Regions from separate parts of the Cricetulus griseus genome. Here region 2 is linked to region 1. A link is a contact called in public Hi-C data. All regions are on one chromosome and are shown on one strand. Each heading gives the region's core, a stretch centred on a gene start, on an enhancer-like site or on the middle of the called end of the contact. The rest is flanking DNA. Distances are from core to core; before and after follow the strand shown. Region 1 overlaps Phactr2 (phosphatase and actin regulator 2). Region 2 holds the start of Sf3b5 (splicing factor 3B subunit 5).

Region 1 (3,094 bases), core at 424-2,923:
ATTCACTATAGTTGCCAAGGGCCAACTTTGCCCCAAGATGCTGGTAGAGACAGAGAGACCATCAGGGAAGCAGTCCAGCATGGATCTGTCTTCACATAGGGATCCTGTAGGTTGGAGAATGAGGAAAGAGGCATTGGATGAGCCTGATGAGAACTCATAAGGAGTTCAGAAATTCAGTGAGCTTTCCAGTATGTGCCGTTTAGCAGCAAAGTAAGTCATGGGAACATGATCAGGAAAAGGGGCTTTTCCCACAGGTGGTGGGCTGGAGGGAAAGCCCTTCTCATCGAAAACCAGACCTAGGTGTGTCTATTAATTTTCTGTTGCCATGTGACAAATATCCCCCAAATGGAACTGCTTAAAAACCACTTATGGTCTCTGTGGGTCAAGAGTCCAGGAACATTGTAGGTGGGTTCTCAGGCTCAGCATCGCTCCCAGATTGCAATCAAGGTCTCTGCCAGGACCTCAGTCACTGCTGGCTGGACAGGGAGGCCCTGCTTCCAAGCTCACTAACGTAGTTGTTGGCTGGCTTCTGTCCTCTGTGAGTTGTTGGCCTGAGAACCACAGCTCCTCACCAGCAGCTGTTTGGCCACCCTGCTTCTTGCTACGTGGGCCTCTCCATGGGGCAACGCACAGCGTGGCAGCCAGCTTCTCTAAGGGACAGAAAGAAAGGCAAGCAAGGGCAGGCAAGATGGAAGCCATGATCAGCTGGCAGGCAGCCTTCTCTCCATGGTGGTACTTGATCATTCTGCATGGGTTTGTGTGTGCACATGTGTGCACATACAGTTGTATATGTGTGCGGAGGGTGGAGGTTGATGACAAGTGTCTTTCTTAATCACTTACCTACCTTATGTTGAGACTGAATCTCACTAAACTTGGAGCTCACTGATTTGCCTAGACTAGCTGACCAGCAAGGCCCAAAGATCTTCCTGCTCCTGCCACCCCACCACTAGGATTGTCTGCATGCATCACCATTCCGGGTTTTCACATGGGTGCTGGGGGATCCACTTCACATCCTCCTTTGTGTGTGGTAGGTGCTTTACCTACTGAGCCACCTCGCCAGGCCTACATAATTACTTTTGCTGTACTCTGTTCATGACCAGGGAGTCTTAGTCTGCATCCTGGTCAGAGAAATGGGGATTCTTATGCACCATCTTGAAAGGCAGCCTCGAGAGGCTGGGTTTGGTTGACATGTGCTAAGAGAAAGCCAAAAGATGGCCTCCTCTGGTGCTGATGTCTTCTGTGAGATGGGAAGTTGTTTCTCCTGGCATGGACTGTGAAGACAGGCCCAGGTGTTTCGTGGAATGAAAGAGGAATGACTTGCAGATTTTTAAAAGAGACTCAGAGTCACCCAAGTTACAGACATCTTCTTGGACAGATGAAACTGAAGGACAACAGGACAGGGGAGTAGCCATGGAGAGTGAGGCAGGGGCCCTGCATGGCAACTGGGTGGGAGGAAAGGGAGCACAGAGGTCTTGGTGCGTGGGATGGAGAACTGTGAGTCCGGAACTGGCAGAGAGGATGAATCAGACAATTACAAACACAAAAGCTCATGATGCAGGAGTGATATGATGCATTCAAGGCATTCAGGTGGCTCTGTCCCTGCAGAAGGGGCCCCACAGTGTGGGGGCTCAAAGGGCTTGGAGATGTACATCACCAAGGATGAGTCACCCACATAAACACGGAGGTGACTCAGAATGAAGAGGGGATCGATGCGATGCTGACAATCCTGAGGAGGGAGGGAGAGTGTGACAAGGGCTCTAGAAGCCAGGGGGAGCTACTTCCGGAGATATTGTAGAAAAGATATTCTGCAAAAACCTTCTATTATAGAAGTCGTACAAATAACAGGGTTGGAAATGTCTACCTCCTTTTAAATGGTTTATGGAAGCTTCAAAAAATGTGAAAGATTCTTCAGGGAAATGGATATGAAGGTGAATAGCAGACAATGAAGCCACGGCCCAAACCTGAGTGTCTCTCAATATCTTCAGGTCTGGGTGAAGTTCTCTGCCTCGGAGATGAATCCATCTGTCTTGGTTTATGTGTTGGGATGGCAAGTGGAAGCACCCTGAGCCTTAGTCTTTGTAAAGTCTACCTCGTTGTGTCACATAATTCCCAGACAGAAGTCTGGGTTCTCAATAAAAGGCAAATTAGAAACAAGACAAAACCTGACATTAAAAGAAATAGGACACATGATAGTTTTCTGCTAGTTTGTGAATAGAAAATCACATTCCATAAGAATTTATAATTTTAGATCACCTTTAAGCAGACCTGAGACTAGTGTGTGTGTGTGTGTGTGTGTGTGTGTGTGTGTGTGTAAGTGCATGTGCACATGTGTTTGTAGTATCTGCAGGCACATGTGCCCACATGTGCATCTGTGGAAGTCAGAGGTCAATATGGGGTCTCTTTTACTGCTCTGCACTTTATTTTTTTGAAGTAGGGTGTCTCACTTGAACCTGGTTGGACTGGCTGGTCAGTGAGCTCCTGGGATCTGCTTGTTTCTGCTGCTTCCTGCTGGATTCGAAGCTGATAACAAACCTGACTGTGTGCTGGTGCTGAGGACACTGTCTCTGGTCTTCCCTGCCTGTTCAGCACCTACTTTACACACTGAGCCACGGCCCCACTGCAGGAGGCTAGAGTTTATATCCCCTGTCTATATCTGTAAAGGCAAAGTCAGCTAACAACTTAAAACTTGTTCTAATGGTATATGTTTGAGGAGAGAGATACGGTTCACCAATTAAACTTCATGCAATGCTCACATGCTTTACATGAGACCTCATTAATATGTACAATTTTTATGTTTTGAAAATCAGTTTAAAATATGCTTTTAAAAAGGTAGAACATTGTAGGATACCTAGAAAGTCTAAAGCAGACTCTTTCTGGAAATGCAATCTCAGCTTTAGCTCATGCTTTTCCCACATAGTGCTCATCTGAGCATGAGCTCATAAATAAAAATTACAAGCCACAGGAGAAAGTTAAAAAAAAACCTAACAGAAATAGAAATTCAATTGCCAGGCTCGGATAACCAATATCAAGAGGAAAAATGGATAGCTTGATTCACTGACTGATACCTAGACAAGAGTTTGAGTTATATATATCC
Region 2 (3,094 bases), core at 296-2,795, 410 kb after region 1:
TTAGAAGAATGTGATTGGGAATCTTTTTCTAGAATGCATTAGATCATGTTTTAAACAAAGACCTCCCTCAGCAAGTCCTTGCATTGGCCTACCAGCCTCTCCTTCCTGTTGCTGTCCTGTGCTCTATTGCTCATCCCTTCCTGCCATACTGCTTGGGGGGGGGGGGGTGCAGGCAGCCAGACAGGATTTCTCTGTGTAGCCCTGGCAGTCCTGAAACTCCACCTGCAGACTGGCCTCAAACTCAAGATCCCCTGCCTCTGCCTACAGAGTACTGGAGTGCTAGGATTAAAGGCGTGTACCACAACGCTCAGTGAATGGCTCTTACCGGTTTTTTCATGTGATCTTGAACTCAAGAAATCCTTCAGCCTCTGCCTCCTGGGTGCTGGGATTAGAGGTGTGTGCCACTCCCAGCGACTCATTGCTTTTTTGGTGTTCCTTCAGTAACTTAAAACACACCAACGAATGCCCTATTAGATGGTAAGCAACTTCCCATGCTCTGCACGGTTTTTCTCTGGATTCCGTAAAATCTTTTCTCAAATGTCATCATCGCAATATCTTAGCATTACAAGCATAGTATTTAAAATTGCGAATTCTTCAAGCTTCCTCAATCTCCCTGCATCATCTAGCCCTGGTCTATTTTAGCCTTTCTCCAAATTGGCATAATGTATGCCCCCAAACCTTTGGAAAACGCTCTGGTGAACACTGAATGAAAAAAAAAAATCCGTTCTTCATTTCTGAAGACACACAGACTAACTCTCAAGAAAAACAGATGCAACGTGCAACATCTTGAGACCTTGGTCCACAGCACCCTCCCCAGACCCCACCCAAGGAACACAGCAATCCACACCAAAAGATAGGACAAATCCTAAACTTTATAAACATGGCAAGAAGGACAACCAACTACTGAAAGGCAGACTCATTAGAAACGCGTCATCACTCCCGTGGCGTCTTCTCCCTCGCTTGCCGGGTCTAGGGTCGCTCCTCCCGCACAGTTCCCGGGGGTCCCGACAGTCTCTCGGTGACTTGTTCGGAATCGTCCACAGGTAAGCAGGCCAGGCGTGACAGACGATGAAGAAGCCCGAGCAAGGAGGACCGGCCCACCGCTGGCCGGCGGGGGAGCCTGGGAAGCGCTCGCCTCAGTTCTCCTCGGGCTTGTCCGCCGGCGGCCCGCTGGGCTGCAGCATCTTCTCCATCAGGTTGAAGCGCACGCGGGCCTTGCTCTCGTTCTCGGCGATGGCGAAGTAGTTGAGGAGGTCGAAGTGACCCATGTAGGAGCAGTAGGAGTCCCGGTGCTGGTTCACAAGCCATTCCCACTTGGTGGTGTCGGCGTGGCCCGTACCGATGTACTTGGACTGCAGATGCTCCAGCTGGCTGTGGATGGTGTACCGGTCCGTCATCTCGCCGCTCCGCTCTAGGCTTCCAGATCAGGCCGCAGACCCGACGCTACCCGCTCCGCGTTCAAACCTGAGAGACGCCGCCGCCGCCGCTGCCGGCCCGACACGGAACTTCTATCTGTGTAGGCGCGGGAGAAAGACGCCACTGTGGCGCCTGCGCAGACGCTCTTCTCCCAGGCGGAAGCGGAAGTGAATCCTGCCGCGGCATTGGAGTTGCCTAAGAAACATTGGGCCGTCCCCTCAGCGAGCCCGCCTACTTGGAGAGCGTTGCATGATGGTCTGCTGAGTGGCTCTTGGGTGATCACGTTCTAACTCCGGCGTTGCATTCTGGGATTTGTAGTCCAAAGAATTTGGCGTGTTTTTTTCTTTTGGTTTGGTTTTTTGTTTTCTTTTTCTTTCTCTCTCTCTCTCTCTTTCTTTCTTTCTTTCTTTCTTTCTTTCTTTCTTTCTTTCTTTCTTTCTTTCTTTCTTTCTTTCTTTCTTTCTTTCTTTCTTTCTTTCTTTCTTTCTTTCTCCTCCCTCCCTCCCTCCTTTCCTTCCTTCCTTCCTTCCTTTTTTTTCTTCTTTTTTTTTTTTGCCTGACTAATGTAGGATGGTGTCCAACGATTACGACTACAAGTGACCAGGAAAACTATCTCTTGTACCTAGAAGCTCACACGGACCGCCCTTGGTCCCAGCTTTGTCCCTTAGGATCTGGGTAGTGGGAAAAGTTCTTTGGGTCCTAAATGCTTGGTGATGAGTGTCAACACCAGGTGTCTTCCACATCAAAATCCAGGCTCCAACTCCTCACACCACCCAGGGGCCCGAGCCCTCCAACCAAACAACCTCCTAACTTTAAGGCTGCTTACAATCATTTTCTGGAAGTCAGTTGTGTCTCAAGACAAGTACTCTCTCCTTCTGTTTTTCTGCCTGGTTACACCTTATGTTCAACTTAGAGGTTATGTATCTCCTCACAAAGGTATAAACTACTTGAGAAAAAGATACTGTACTTCTTTTCTGATATCCTTTGAGGATATTATATAGCTTGATGGAGATCGTATTCTTTAAAAGAAAAATCTGATGAATGGACAAAGAGCAATCTCAGTCAAAGAGACTGATAATAGGGGAGGGCCCAACCTATTACAGTGGGGACACCCCTGGGCTGGTAGTCCTGAATTGAATAAGAAAACAGACTGAGAAAGCCACGAAGAGTAAGCCATTAAGCAGCACCCCTCCATGGCCTCTGCATTGGCTCCTGCCTTCAGGTTCCTGCCCTGCCTACCTTAGATGATGAACTGTGATACGGAAGAGTAAATGAAATAAATCTTTCATCCCTGAGTTGCTTTTAATTATAGTGTTCTGTCACAGCAAGAGAAACTTCAACTAAGACAAGTAGAATCTGCATGAAAATTCTGTTAGTAAGAAATAAATCAAAAATTAGTGCAATTCCAGTGCCATTAAGAATGCCTCAGGCAGTGGTGGCACACACCTTTAATCCCAGCGCTCAGGAGGCCCAGGCAGGTGGATCTCTATGAGATTGAGGTCTGAAGAGGTCTACAAAGTGAGTTCCAGAACAGCCAGAAACCCTGCCTCGAAAAACCAAAAACAAAAATAGATAAATAAACATAAATAAGTATAAGAATAAAAAGGACTTAAGAATGTGAGGTAATCCCTGGATTCCAAAGCCCCCAGGAAGAAGCCACATTCACATGAAACCATTA

What was found. Hi-C and Micro-C count contacts between places; a contact is called where the count stands out from the background.
Region 2: a contact with region 1 is called in a Hi-C map of the CHO-K1 cell line, with 6 times the contacts expected there. The contact joins the promoter of Sf3b5 here to the enhancer-like site in region 1. A contact is called at or near these places in 4 of 8 Hi-C or Micro-C datasets (the CHK-Q cell line, the CHO-K1 cell line and fibroblasts).

Annotation. Positions count from the first base shown.
Region 1 is chr2:275,454,643-275,457,736 of CriGri-PICRH-1.0, forward strand. All of the region lies in intron 1 of Phactr2 (phosphatase and actin regulator 2), which reads left to right. Among named protein-coding and RNA genes, the nearest start is that of Phactr2, 45 kb to the left of the region's middle. Within about 2 kb of position 1,674, at least 1 of the 6 cell types and tissues checked has open chromatin away from gene starts, as enhancers often do. A contact at or near this core is called in the CHO-K1 cell line, where this site is marked.
Region 2 is chr2:275,868,060-275,871,153 of CriGri-PICRH-1.0, forward strand. It overlaps Sf3b5 (splicing factor 3B subunit 5), which reads right to left and starts at 1,546. Exons shown (of 1, transcript XM_027402005.2): 1 at 853-1,546. The coding sequence starts at 1,397. The coding sequence ends at 1,137.